2 separate regions of the Sus scrofa genome follow, and region 1 is linked to region 2. Evidence: chromatin contacts called from public HiChIP or PLAC-seq data. All regions are on one chromosome and are shown on one strand. The core of a region is the stretch at or near the end of the contact, and the rest is flanking DNA. Distances in the headings are between cores, read along the strand shown.

Region 1 (6,852 bases), core at 791-3,290, 1.6 Mb before region 2:
TTATTTGGTGTATTTAATGGGTGGTGGTTCTCCTACTGTCTCCTTACTTCTGGGTCAGTATTACAGTAGTTTAACCCAAAGGAATAGGAGAGTGTTTGATCAGCAACATTAAGCACTTTGAAGGGCAGTTAAAATGGTCTTGGAGTTTGGCAGCTCAGATTACAGATCCCTATGAGCCATGCTAAGGGCTTGGACTTTGCTCCTGAAGGATTTTAGGGAGAGGAGTGAGCCTGCTGAGGGCAGAGAATGAAAGGAAAGGACTCAAAATGAGGGGAGGGGTCTCTGAGGAGGATTTACAATTGTCTACAAATGACACTGAAGACCTGCTGTAGAGCTGGAACGGAGGAGAAGGCCTGGGGCGAAACTTAGTAGGATAACTCTTAGGACCTGGTAAATGGTAATGAGTGGGAAGACATGGTGACCTCCAGCATCTCCAGGTGGGTGGAGGATGGGATCACTGACCAAGATGATTTGGGGAAAGGATGAGTCCTTGGACATAAGATGGAGAGGCTGGAAAACAAAATGTGTGCTTGGAGCTCTGGGAACGTTCCCATGCAGGTGACAGACTTTGGGGGCGAGGGCACTAATGAACTGAGGGCAGCACAGGTTCCACTAGTCTGATCAGGTCACCGTGAGAGGAAGAGGTGGAGGAGAAGGTCTTAGGTGAAATCCTAAGGGACGTCCGGCTGTGATGGGCACTGAGCAAGTTAAGGGCCTCTTGGAGGAGACCTCTGAGCTAAAATGGAAAAGAGAGGAAAGAGCCAGATATGCAAAGAGAAGCCAGACAGAGAGCACCCCTGACCTGGACAGTAAGGTCTCAGGGCACCTGGCTGGGTGGAGACACATCCTGGAGGCCAGTGGCAGGCAGGGCTCAGGTCCTACTAGAAACACTACAGCTTGGGCTCCAGTCAGACTCACCTTGGGGTTTTATCAGAGGCAGGAGCTCTGTGCATACATTTCGGGTTCCCAAGAAGTTTGTTTTCATAGTTACTTCTGCTTGAATATGAAACGGTGTGGGATCAACAGCTTTCAGGAGAAAAGGAGAGTGACTATCAGCCATGTCATAACATTCCATAGGAAGATATTAAAAAATGGTGCGTAAGAAATCTGCGAAGTTTTGGAAAAGTGCATCTAGTTAATAGCATTGCGCCCATGTGAATTTCTGGGATAATGCTGGGCAGTTTTGTAAGGTCACACCATTGGGGGGAGGCTGCACAAAAGGTGCACCGGGAGGGATCTCGGTGTAGCAGTTTTTGCAATTTCCTTATTTCAAAATAAGTTAAAAATTCACTCATCTGCACTCAGGTCCAGTCAGGAAGAAGTTGTGGAACAACCTAGAAAAGTTCCCCTGGAACCAGCCAAAGACACAGTTCCCTCTGGCTAGAAAGCACTCAATTCCCAGCGGCCTCTGCTAGCTGTACCCTTTCCCACTTTTCATTTGCTTCCCTATTCCCATTCCGGACCCCACAGCTGCGATTCCTCAACAGTTCCAAACCATCCTGCGCGACCGCCTTGCCTGCGAGCACCTACCCCCTTACTTTTGAAAGCGATGCCCGCGTTATTGACCAGCACGTTGAGTCCCCCATACTCCTTGAGCAGGAAGTCGCGCAGGGCCTGGATGCTCCGAAGGTCGTCGATATCCAGCTGGTGGAAGCGCGGGCTCAGACCCTCAGCCTGCAGCTGCTGCACCGCCGCCTGGCCTCTCGCCACGTCCCGCGCCGTAAGCATCACATCCCCCGAGAACTGCTGGCACAGATCACGCACGATGGCGAGGCCGATGCCCTTGTTGCCGCCGGTCACCACCGCCACGCGAATGTTGGACGACATGGTCGGGAGCGGGGCAGCGGTGCCTCTGCACGGACAGCGGATGGGTCTGGTTTCTCCCAAACGCGAGGCCGAAGGTCTGCGCAATGCTGGCAGCCGATGCGACGCAGAATGGGTTGGGTGCCCACTAGCAGCACTCTCGCCGCGAGCCTCCGGGCTGAGTGCAAAGGCGCGGGCCCCACCTGCTGAGGGCCTGGCTCCAGGATGCCGCTCTAGGGCTGAAGGGAAAGTAGAGAAGGGGCGCTGGGGTTGGTTTGGAGAGCTGTCAGCTGAAGAGCCGTTGCCCAGCGACCGCGTGCCTGACAGCAGAGAATCATTCCGATTGGCTGTTGTTGAATACGTTTAAACTGAGCCCTTATCTTCTGTTTTGCCAGCTTTTCTTTGTATTCACCCACTGCTAGCCTCTTCACAGTTGCACTTAAAGAAATGGGTCGATTTCACAGACTTTTTTTTTTTTTCTTTACAGCGTTTAAAAGGATATTGCTCAAACTCTTTGGAACCTAGAGTTGTGGAATAAACTGGAAGAACATGATGGGGATCAAATGTGTGTTGATATCTTCCCAAAGAATGGGAAAGCAAAGCTATTGGTTTATCCTTGGCTGGTTATCACCTGTTAGTGGGTGGAGGTAGATGATGGGCCCCTGGGCAGAGAACAGCTAGGACTTCTTTCCTTTTGACACTTCAAGGAAAAAGTTAATGGCAGGAACCGAGCTCTGCAGGAGTGGGAAGATCCGAGGACCATTTCAATCACTCCTGGGGTGAGGGAGACCTCCCTGATTACATGTGAGCAGTAAGACTCCTGAGGTCGAAAAGGGAGGGGGCGCCAGGCCATAATAAGTCCTTACTGAACACCCTTTGCTCTGGAATCCATCTTGGCCAAAAGATGCACAGGCATATGGGGGAAGGTCCTGTGTTCAGTCAGGTGTGAAAAATAAAACAAGATAATTGGCTATACAATGATCATCACAGCTCAGTTTTACAGCATGTTCATGTCAAACCCCAGCTATAAAAATATAGTAAATTTCATTGAGTTAAAGAAAAAGATAATGGGTTAAAGGTAAACAAAGAACTGTGCTGTATAAGTGATCTAAATCACCTCTCTGCTGCTCTTCTCACTTGGGGACACCTGCACCCACACCTCTCCTTAGGGTGTGTACTACTTCTTTGCTTCTAACTTAAATTACTCCTCCATTTGCTCTCCCACATGTTGTACTGTGACTCTGACAACAAATTTTACACCTGTTTTCATAGTATTTGCCGCCTTGAAACATTCTTACTTTCAACAGGCGGCAAGGATCAGGACAATTCTCTCTGGAATCTTTATCCACTGGTTTCAGTGTTCATGTGATTGCATAGTTATCTGGACAGATTTTATAGGAAATAGTTAATAAAAGTCAAAAGTGAAGTTAGATAGGAATTCCCTGGTGGCCTAGCTGGTAAGTGTTTGGCATTGTCATTGCTCTGGTACAGGTTTGATCCCTGGACTGGGAACTTCTGAATGCTGCAGGCATGGCCAAAATTTTTTTTTTTTTTTTTTTTTTTTTGTCTTTTTGCTATTTCTTTGGGCTGCTCCCACAGCATATGGAGATTCCCAGGCTAGGGGTCGAATCAGAGCTTTAGCCACCAGCCTACGCCAGAACCACAGCAACCTGCGATCCGAGCCGCATCTGTGACCCACACCACAGCTCACGGCAATGCCGGATCCTTAACCCACTGAGCAAGGCCAGGGATTGAACCCGCAACCTCATGGTTCCTAGTTGGATTCGTTAACCACTGCACCATGACGGGAACTCCAATTTTTTTTTTTTAATTGAAAAATAAAGCACCATTAGATCACACACACACACACACACACACACACACACACACACACACACATCCTCTCACATGAATCAGGGCAATTCTACTTTTAGCTTCTAGCTAATCTAGTGGCTAGGATTCCTAGTTTTCAACCAGGCTCCCCAAGTTTCAATTTCTGAACAGAGAATGAAGATTTCACTCTGAGCCATCATTCACTGCTGTCTCTCCGAGATCAGAGAGTGTTTACTAAATCATCAAGGGGTTATCTCCCTGGACACTTGCAGGGTTGCCAGGCAAGCTGTATGTGGCTCCTGGGTACAAAGGGGATTTGCAGCCCTTTGTTACACCGACAGTAACTCATCAAGATGCATCTTATCACCCCTTTAAAGTGAGGAAAAGGATCCCCAGAAAGTACATAAATTAACTTTAAGGTTGGAAATTAATTTTCTTCCTTACTATGTATATATATACCACTGAGGAATTCAGGGGAGTGTACAATAATATTCATTTGTGTACTGTACTCTTGCTGAATGAAAAAACAAAAAGCACAACCTAAAAGTTGAGAATTACATTTTATTCAGCAGACTTACTAAAGACTTAAGCCTGGATGCAGCCTCTCTGATATCTCTGAGGGACTGTTCTGAATAAGTAAGGGAAGAGCCAGGATATATAGAAGTTTTTGCAAAACAAAACAAACAAAACAACAACAACAACAAAACCAATAAAGCCAGGTAGTTGGAACATCAAAAGATTACAGCTAATTAAAGAAAACCAGACATCTCAATGTATTGAATTTAGCACTTTTCCATGTATGCGAAGATGCAAGAGCCTGTGTTTATTGAAATTATTCCTTTGGTCTGCACCTTTACTTAGGGCCAGTATCCTGTTTTTCTCCATCCTGAATCCCCTCAGGGTATACCACTGGCATCAACTGCAGTGGCTGATGGTTTGATGGTCTGTTAACATCTTTCCTTTGCAGAACCAGTTGGCAACATTCTTTGTCCACAATCTTATTGTAGCCACAAGCTACCAGTGACCATTTAAATGTAAATTTAATCAAAATAATACAATGAAAATCAGTTCTTTAATTGGATTAGCTACATTTCAAGTGCTGTATAGGCATATTTGTTAGTGACTGATGTACTGGACAGTGCAAATATTTCTTTCCATCAAAGCATAAAGTTATCCCGAACAGCAATGCTTTAGATAGTTTCCAATTATGTAGCAATTTCAAGGTAGTTTTCCAATCAGTTGCAAAAAATGAAACGAATAGTCAGGGAAATACCTTTGCATTTTTTGACATGGACGGGCCCACAGCATACACAGTTCCTGGGCCAGGGATCAAATCTGTGCCACAGCAGCAACCTGAGTCACTGAAGTGCCTGTCCTTAACCCACTGAGCCTTCAGGGAAGTGTTACTTTTGCTTTTTTTTGACTTAAAATTTTATTGAGGCTCCAGAATAGACATTGGCAACTAGCCTCTTATTTACACTTCCTGAGGCAGTAGATAAATCGGCTTCAGGGCGAACATTTACAACCAGCCACATCTATCTATACTATAAGATAGACATTAACAACAGGCACAAGGCAAATAACTGGTACTGGTCTTCTGCAAATGGTTAAACAATGGTAATGACAGGATCGAAAGAGGGGCTGAGCCCTGCCTGGGCAGAAGAACAAAGACGTCACATAGTCCCCGTCTTCAGGGTCAAGGAGCCCCAACTGCACGTGTGCAGAGAGACCCTTCTGGGTCAGAAAGGGAGGGGGTGCCTGGCCATAATAAGTCTGGATAACCTTCCCGCCATGCTCTGCTTCAGAATCCATCTTGGCCAAAAGATGGGCACACAGATCAGGGGAGGGCCCTTGGTCTGGTCAGGTATGAAAGACAAACAAGGTAACTGGCCAAAGGAAGACAAGCCCCGGGAAGAACTACCCTATGTAAGTGGTGTAAGTCACCTCTCTGGCTTGCTCCTCATTCAGGGGATGCCGCACCCTCACTCCTTTGGGTGTGTATCACTGCTTTACTCTGCCTTCGATAAATAGACTAATTCTCTGTATTTCTATGCTCTCCCACATGTTGTACTGTGTTTCGAACAATAAACTTTATACCTATTTTTACACTCTTTACTTACTTGAAATATTCTTGCTTTCAACAGCAGGCAAGAATCAGGGGAATTCTGCTTTCAGCTGATAGCTGGTCTAATGGCTAGGGTTCCTGGTTTTTATATCCAGGCTGCCCAGGTTCAAATCCTGAGCAGAGAATTTGAGATCTCGCTTCCAGCCATCACTTACGGCTGTCGCTCTGAAATGATGATCATAGATTCACATGTACTAGTGAAAAATTATACTTTACCCAGTTCTCCTCAATGGTGATATTTTGCAGCTATAATACAATGTCACAATCAGGATATTGATATCAAAGCAATCCACCAAACATATTGAGATTTTCTCAGTTTTACTTATTTGTGTGTGTGTGTTCACACCTATAGAATTTTATCTCATGTGGAGATTTATGCATTAAAAAGATATAACAGTTCCATTAGCACAATGATCCTTCTCGCTATTCATTCATAATCAAACATACTTCTCTCTTGCCCTCCACCCCCAAACCAATCCCCTGACAATCACCCATCTGTTCTCCATTTCTAAAAGTTTATTGTTTCAAAAATGTTCCATAGTTGTTGTGGTACGGTATATAAACTTAGGGGATTTTTTTTTTTCCACTCAGGATAATTAGGTGCATTGTTTTGGATTTTCCCCTTTATGCAAGTGTATGGGTGTTCTCTGTCACTTTTCATACCACTAGCTACTTTTTTCCATAGCTGGGGTGAACCAGTGTCAAAAGAAAGAGGATGCATTAAACTAATTAAGAGAGCCACTCAGGGAGAGCCCGTGGTGTGCAGGGAACTTGGGGCAGGGAGAGATCTGCTGTGTCAAAAGGCAAATTCTAAAGGGGCCATGAATCATGATTTCAGCCTGATTTGCTTATAATTTTAGCACCCGTACCAACACAAGAATTGACAGGTCCATGGGGCAGGATGCTTCAGAAAACATAGTACATAAAATATAATGTAAAAAGAATTAAGCATATGATTGTTGACTTAAAAAAAAAAAAGCACAATGTGAGAATCATGAAATAGCCTTTCAGTAAGCTCTGATGATACAGCCTTTCAGTGAGCTCCGGAGAGGTAAAGAGGAAGTCAATGTATCTGTGATTTGGGTGAAGGA
Region 2 (7,602 bases), core at 3,399-5,898:
AAGATTAGGGAAGAAGAGCATACAAATCTGGGAAGATTTTGTAGGTAGACTGCTTCCTAAGATCTTATTTATCCACACTAAAGAAACCACACCGTGAAATCACAGGTGAACCTTCCAAGCCACCCGTTTTACGAAGAAAGAAAAGCCTCTCAGAAAAGCCTGGTCTTCCTCCAAAAGTCCGGTGGATAAATGTACATTTATATTTTAACTTAGAGTAAAATACTAAATGTTATTGCGGTTCCTGCTTTAATCCACTCCCCCTACCTTTATCCCTTCTTAATCAACCTATCTCTACAGAACCATTATTTTGAATTTTTACAATCAGGAGAAAGCACCCAAACCATTATGTTTAAAGTTAGTCTCACCTTCCAATTCATGTTGGATCAACTAGGAGTTCACTCCTGGTCAGTGCAGGCCACTCAGACAGGCATAGGAAGAGAGCCAGCTGGAGGGCCAGGTCTCACTGTCCTGCTGGGGAAGAGACGAAACAGGTCCACTGGGGTTTTCTAGAACAGACCGTCTTCAGAAGGCTTCTCTTTGATGGTGAGAGAGGGGGCACATGAGCAAAGACAGCAAGCTCTGCAGAGAGGAGGGTTAAGTATCCCCAACAAGGTGCCCCAGAGCCTGGTGGAACAGAAGGCCTGGGTGAGGCAGAGACAGTACCAAGCTCTCCCCAGCTGCCCTTCCCCAGGGAGGGGAGCACAGCCCCTGAGAAGGTGGCAGCACTGCTCCTAAGGGGACACGTGCTCCCATTCCATTCATCTGTGACGTAAGAGCCCAGGTCCAAAATCTGTTCCTCCACCCACCTCCTGCCCTGAGCAAAAGCTGGCTTATGGAGGAGTGCCATTTTATTTCTCAGGTCTTCTGAGTATTAATTAAGCTACTCCTGGTTTTTGAAAATATCTGGAGGGAAAAGATGCAGGCACCCCAATGTTCACTGCAGCACTGTTTACAACAGCCAAGACACAGAAGCAACCTAAATGTCCGTCGACAGAGGAATGGATAAAGAACAGGTGGCGTATATATACACTGGAATATTACTCAGCCATAAAAAAGAATGAAATGCCATTTGCAGCAACATGGATGGACTCAGAAATTATCATACGAAGTGGACTAAGTCAGAGAGAGAAAGACAAATATCATAGGAGCCCAATAATATGCGGAATCTAATAAAGAATGAAAGAGGGGAACTCATTAACAAAATAGAATCAGACGCAAAGATTCTGAAACCAAACTTAGGGTCACCAAAGGGAAATGTAATGGGGAGGGAGAAAATGGGAAGTTGGGGTTGACACATACACACTACTACATATGGAATGGATGAGTGACAAGGACCTACTGTATACAGCACCGGGAGAGCTAGTCAATGCTCTGTAGTGGCCCTAAATGGCAAAAGAATTTGAAAAGGAATTGTTAGGTGTATATATATGACTGATTCACGTTGCTGCACCCCTGAAGCTAACACAACCTTGTAAATCAACTATCCTCCCAATAAAATTTAATTAGAAAATATCTAGGGAAGGGAATAAATGATAGGACAAAAAAATTGTCCTAAGAAAGCCATTCATATTAGATTTCCCCCTACAACATGAGGGAGACCCTAGGGGAAGGTGAGGCAGGAAGTGATGAGGCAGGGACATGGCCAGAGCGCAGGATTTGCTCCGAGGCCCAGTGTGTCACTATTTTTAGAATATGACACATGTCCCAAAAGTCAGGAGACTTGAGCTCTGCAGGAAGAACCCACCCACTCTGGTTAAGCAACATCCCTCCTGGGGCCTCAGTCCCGTCTGGTGTCAACTACATGGGCTCTAGAGCCCCTGCTTTTTCTGCAATTTGGCAACTTAAAGCATAATAATCCCAGCTTCACTTTATGGTGCCCGGCCGTGCCACAGCACACTACTGCATTAACGCAGCTCGTCTCCACGGCAGCCCCAAAGAGGGGTAGTTTACTGTGTATACTTTGGAGACGAGGAAACAAAATTTACATGACATGTTCAGAGTCACACAGAAGGACTGGGATTCCAACCCACCCGGTCTGGCTCCAGTGTCTACGGCAAAGAGCTCTGCAGTAAGAAAACATGGGGATGCTTCTCCTTAAATGCACTTACAGTTAGAACGACGAAAAACATCAGAAAAATTCAGAGTCCTTTAGAATGGAGAGAAACTTTAGGAGAGACATTTCTTTTTTTAAAAAAAATAAATAAACTTTCACTTACAAAAGCATTAAATATAAAAAAAAGTTCAGACCTCATCTGCTCAAGGTCATAGTATCCTGAAAACAAGCTGGCAGTTGGCACAAGACAGCCCAGTTCTCCCCATGACTTTTCCAAAGTCAGATAAGCTAACGACAGGAATTTACACCACAAATCTGTTTAAACGCGATGACCATGACCGAAGGTGCTCATTACCTTTGTGCATAAATGGCCCATTTGTCTAAGTAGCAGCAGACTCTGACTTGCACTGGGCAACTCGGTTCCTAACAGCTTATAACCTGTTGCTGGAATTTTCACTCTGAATAATGTCTAATAATCTCGGGAATTAGCCATGTTGTAAATGTAAAGGTTTAAGGTCATATGAACTTTATTTTTACAACTCCTGCTTTTATTGAGTTGTGTACAAATATAAGTAGACAAGCTTGGCTGTTTTCCACATGTTTTCTGAGACCAAAGGACATACCTAGAGAATTGAAATAGGTATGGTAGCCACAAGGTCAAGGACCCCAAGTAGGTCCAAAAAGCTTAGAGGAGGAAATCAAAAGATCACCCGTGGTGATCTGTTTACCAGTGATGTGACCTTGGACGAGTCACCTGGCCTCTCTAAGCCTCAGCTGCCCTGTCTGTCAATTCTCCTTCAGAGACTGCAAACACTAAGCAATGTGTTCAGCATATGGAAAGCACTAAACAAATACCAACGATAACTGTTATGATAAATATCTCTTTCCACTAATGGACATGTCAAGCTGATAAAAAGTGGTATCAGTCAAAATGCAGACAGCAGGATATGGTATAAAGAACCAGCACTGGATAACCAGGAGAACTGGCGATCTGGGCTCAATTCTTGGTGGCACCAATGGCAGGGCACGTGAGTGACCTGGCACAGGTCATTAGCCTCTTTAACCTAAAGTGTTATCTCAAAAATCAGAAGCCAAAGAACAGTGCTGAAACTCGGCAATGCCTAAGTCACCACCCTCTTTGATATCACAGAATCTAACTAAAAATATACTGGCAGCTCACTCAACTTCATATCTAGGGTGATAAAATTCAGTCTCTTTAGAAAAAAAAAAATTAGGGTCAATGTGCAAAGGAGTGGAAGACTTAGGCTGAGGGTGAAAGAGGAGAGGGCAAATCAGTCAAACTCATTCCCACTCACTGGCTCCAAATTACAACTCTTTCCCACCTCCCCTAAATTACATGCTCCAACTCAGCCATTTCTGTAGCACCCTGCAGGACTTCAGCAAATAAGAACAACTGAGAAAGCTAAAAATATCAACAGGCTATTTGCTCTGCTGCCATATGTACACCTGACCCAACACCAGAACCAGGAGGCAGCTGGTATCTGAGGGCTGAACTACAAACTGACAGCCACAATTTTGAGAGGCCTAAAATCTATGAAGCGCTGGAAGTTTTAAACTTCCCTTTTAACAATGGCTCAGAGTTTTATTTCCTCTCCTGCAAAAACGTCCTGAGTTCTCCTTTGCCAGATTTCTCCTAAAAAATAGAAAAGCTACTGGCTTATTTTCATTAAGCCAATTAAAGCACTATGGACAATGTATGGTCCACAATTTTCTTCTTGGCACACCTAACAAACCCCAAGGGTCGGTCTGTCTCTTGGAGTCTCATTCCAGCCACTAAGTATGTGTCCCTAGTTTGAACTTTCCGGAGCTGTTCTCATTCCCAGTCTCTACCCTTTTCACCCCAACCCTTCACCCAATCTTTTGAAAGAGCGGTAGGTGTGGGAAGGAAGGGGTTCAAGATGAACCTAGGATATCACCTGGTTGGCCTCTAAGGCCCAAGCCCGGATCAGCCCGGGGTTCCCAGGGCGAGGGGCTGGGCCTCAACTTCTCCGTAACCGTAACAGTAATCCGAGGGCCGGGCCAGGGTCCTCTCCATCCCCGACTCTTGGGGAGCAAGGCCTGTACCGCTCACACCCGAGAATGAGGGCCAAAGGCAAGCACTGCCCCCCACCCCGCCCCCTCCGCCCCGCCATTCTAACAGAACAGGGCGTCCAGAGCATTCGCTCGCCTCCTAATCTCTCCGGCCTGCGTGACAGCCTCAACACTCCACCCACCGCGCGGGATCCGCGGCGCCGGGGCAACCCAGCCAGACAGGGGCAATCCGCGGGCGGGGGGCGGGAGGTGGCAGCAGTCACCTTCGCCGTGCCCGGGGGCCCGGCGGTGAGCGTCTAGAGAGAAAGTGCGATCGCAGGGCCGGCCGCCAAACTCCCCAGCGCCCCCAAGAGCTGCCGGGCCTCAGCTCAGGATTCCGTGGCCCAGGACACCACCCACTTACAGCTCCGGGCCGCGGAGGAACCAGCCGGCACACACGACAGCTACAACGCCGCGGGAAAACTACACGTCCCGAAATGCACCGCTCCGCGCGCCTGCGCAGTGGGCCAGGACCGCATCGCTGCGAGCGCCGCCTTGATGCGTGCGCCGCCTTGATGCGTGCGCCGCTTCACGCGCAATCGCGCTTGGGGCTGGCGCGGCTTTCTGGGGGCTGCGACGTGGGTCACGGAACGGGATTGGCCGGGCGAGTGAGGGTGGGCCAGGCGCTTTCCTCCAGGCCCTTGGCACATTCTCCTTTTGAAGTTACTGGAGTTGGAGGACGGCGGATGGAGGGCGGGGCTTTGTGGGGGCGGGGCTTTGTGGGGGGCGGGGCTTTGTGGGCCCCTCCCCCTCAGCTGTCTCGCTTTCTTTGGGTGATCCTTGCTGTGTGTGGCCGAGGGCACGTGGGTCCCCAGAAGTTTCCAAATTTAGCCTTCATCGTCTCTGTCAAAAATGCGTGCATTTTCCTTTGGAATAGTGGTGGGGTGCCCATACTAGGTCCCCAGATTCATTCAACAAGAGCTTAGTAAACGGAAGCAGTTACAACGCACTCAGACCCTTCTGTAAGGGAGGGTACAAACTGGACACTGAAATTCAAGGGTAGCAAGAGGAAAGTTCACAGAGTCCTTAGTCCATGCTCAGCTCACCCTTCTGTGGTTTAGGAAACTAAAGCAAGAGGAGACGAAGTGGCCAGCGCAAGAAAACGTGCAAATTGGTGTGGCAGAACGGAGATTTGAACCAGACAGTCCAATTCCATATCCCATTGTGACATCTTGGTGGTGGTGAAAAACGAAATGTTTCCTGGAGAAAGTAACAGAAATAATGTTCTAAGCACTTTATTGTCTAATTGAAGTCTCCTGACAGGCCTGTGAAGGACATATTATGACTGTAATGAGGAAATGAAGACACAGATTAAGTCGTGGAGGGTTTTAAAGCCAGCAAGGGCCAGAGCTGGGACCTGACTCCGGATCTAGCCTCTATCAGGGCAGCCACTACCATGAGTTCCTTTTCTTTTTTGGGGGGTGGGGTGGGTGCGCACCCATGGCATATGGAGGTTCCCAGGAAAGCAGTCGAATCTGGAGCTACAGCTGCTGGCCTACACCACAGCAACAGCCACAGTGGACCTGAGCCATGTCTGTGACCTACACCACAGCTAGTAGCATTGCCAGATTCTTAACCCACTGAGCGAGGCCAGAGATCAAACCCACAACGTCATGGTTCCTAGTCGGGTTTGTTAACCACTGAGTCACAAAAGGAACTCTTTTTTTTTTTTTTTCCTTCTTTTTAGGGCTGCACCTGCAGCATATGGAAGTTCCCAGGCTAGGGGTTGAATCTCAGAGCTGCAGCTGTCAGCCTATGCCACAGCAATGCAGGATCCAAGCCAAAATGCTCGTCAAGATTGGGTATTTCTCCCATTCCCCGAAAGTAAACTTGGCTGATGAACATTTATTAAATGATGATAATGAAATGTACTTAATTAGGAAAACCTAGATCCCTCCTCCCCTTGATGTGTTTTCCTGTGTCACAGATAAAGCCAGGCACCGGTTCATGTGTTAGGGACAGACTTGATTCAGTCGCTATCACAGTAGGGAAGAGAATTCGGCATGAATTAAACTCAACTTTGATTGGTGCAGAGGTAACTGGGCATAAGAAGGAGAATGAGGAGGTTGGGGCCACAGGCACTCAGGCAGAGTTGGGGGAAGTGGAAATTTACAAAAAGTGGAAGGGAATAGTCAGCCTGATCTGGCTTTGTCGATGGACACTTCTCTGCAAGAGAAACAAACTCCTGTTTTTACGATTGGAGGCAGTGGTGCCAGTTAAAGCAAGGGTCTGTTGGGGAGAGTTACTGCCTTGAATGTGTTATTTTCAAAGAGACAAGACAGTCCTGGGTGGTCAAAGATTTACACTTCAGGAGTTCTCTTGTGTTGCAGTGGGTTAAGGGTGCCGCTTTGTCACTGCAGTGGCTTGGGTCACTGCTATGGCGAGGGTTAAATCCCTGGCCTGGGAATTCACATGCCATGAATATGGAAACAAAAAACACCAAAAAGCTAAAAAAAAAAAAAAAAGAAAGGTTTACGCCTCCAGTGGGGAGACGAAGGATTTATACTTGTAAAATTTCTAAAGTAACTGCTCTAGGAAGGGTTCGGGGCTGATTTGCTTATCTCCAGGTTTGGGCTGGAACAAACAGTAAATTCTCGCGGCAGTTTGTTGAGTTTTCTTAGGCAGGTACTTTAAAGGGGGCTGGGGTCCTCTTAAGGAGGCAGCCTAGAGCTATTAGAAACTGTGGGAGTGTTTGTTCAAGTCTCTTAGTGTGGGGAGGTGGAGGATACATTTTGTGTCAAGTGTCTACAGATGTTTATAGGTCAAGGTTGAGATCAAGTCACAAAGGGGATTCAGAGAAGCCTGAACCAGAATTTGGTCAAGGAGATAGTCTTTGTCAGTTAGTAGAAACCTTGGATTCCTGTCTGGATTCAGAACCAAGGCTAGGATTTTGTATCTTGGGTTGCTGCTCTGGGCACACTTGTTCAGATGTTCTGTGTGCTACAGCATTGCCGGGTTTCTGATCTAAGGAGGGAAGCCATGCTTTCCGTATCTGCTCTTAGAATATGAATGGCTTTTCCTAACACTGTTTTAATGCTTCTGTTGGCATACTTACATGTTTATTATTAGGAAACAGACCTCTCTATCTCACTCAAAAGAGACAAACCTTGTAATCCATGTAAGACATCGAAGAACGACTCCTTTTTTGTTTTTTGTTTGCTTGCTTCTTGTCTTTTTAGGGCCACACGGGTGGCATATGGATGTTCCCAGGCTAGGGTTGAATCAGAGCTGTAGCTGCCAGCCTATGCTACCGCCACAGCAACACCAGATCTGAGAAGCGTCTGCAACCTACACCACACGCTGGAACCTTAACCCACGGAGAGAGGTCAGGGATGGAATTCGCATCCTCATGGATACTCGTGGGGTTTGTTACCATTGAGCCACAACAGGAACTCCCAAGACTCCTTTTTGAGTTTTGTCTTAGTGCCCTGAGCCCTGAGGCTCTGCTCACAATTGCT

Evidence for each region. HiChIP or PLAC-seq counts read pairs in DNA pulled down with a chosen protein or histone mark.
Region 1: an H3K27ac HiChIP or PLAC-seq map of skeletal muscle shows a contact between it and region 2, with 3 times the contacts expected there. The contact joins the promoter of LOC100622246 here to the promoter of SMIM11A in region 2. A contact is called at or near these places in 2 of 2 datasets of contacts at active chromatin or transcription factors (alveolar macrophages and skeletal muscle).

What each region holds. Positions count from the first base shown.
Region 1 is chr13:199,595,956-199,602,807 of Sscrofa11.1, reverse strand. LOC100622246 (carbonyl reductase [NADPH] 1) reads right to left here and starts at 2,040. Exons shown (of 3, transcript NM_001315746.1): 1 at 1,539-2,040; 2 at 919-1,026. The coding sequence starts at 1,827.
Region 2 is chr13:197,982,314-197,989,915 of Sscrofa11.1, reverse strand. It overlaps SMIM11A (small integral membrane protein 11A), which reads right to left and starts at 4,648. Exons shown (of 4, transcript XM_003132758.4): 1 at 4,509-4,648; 2 at 366-468. The coding sequence starts at 377.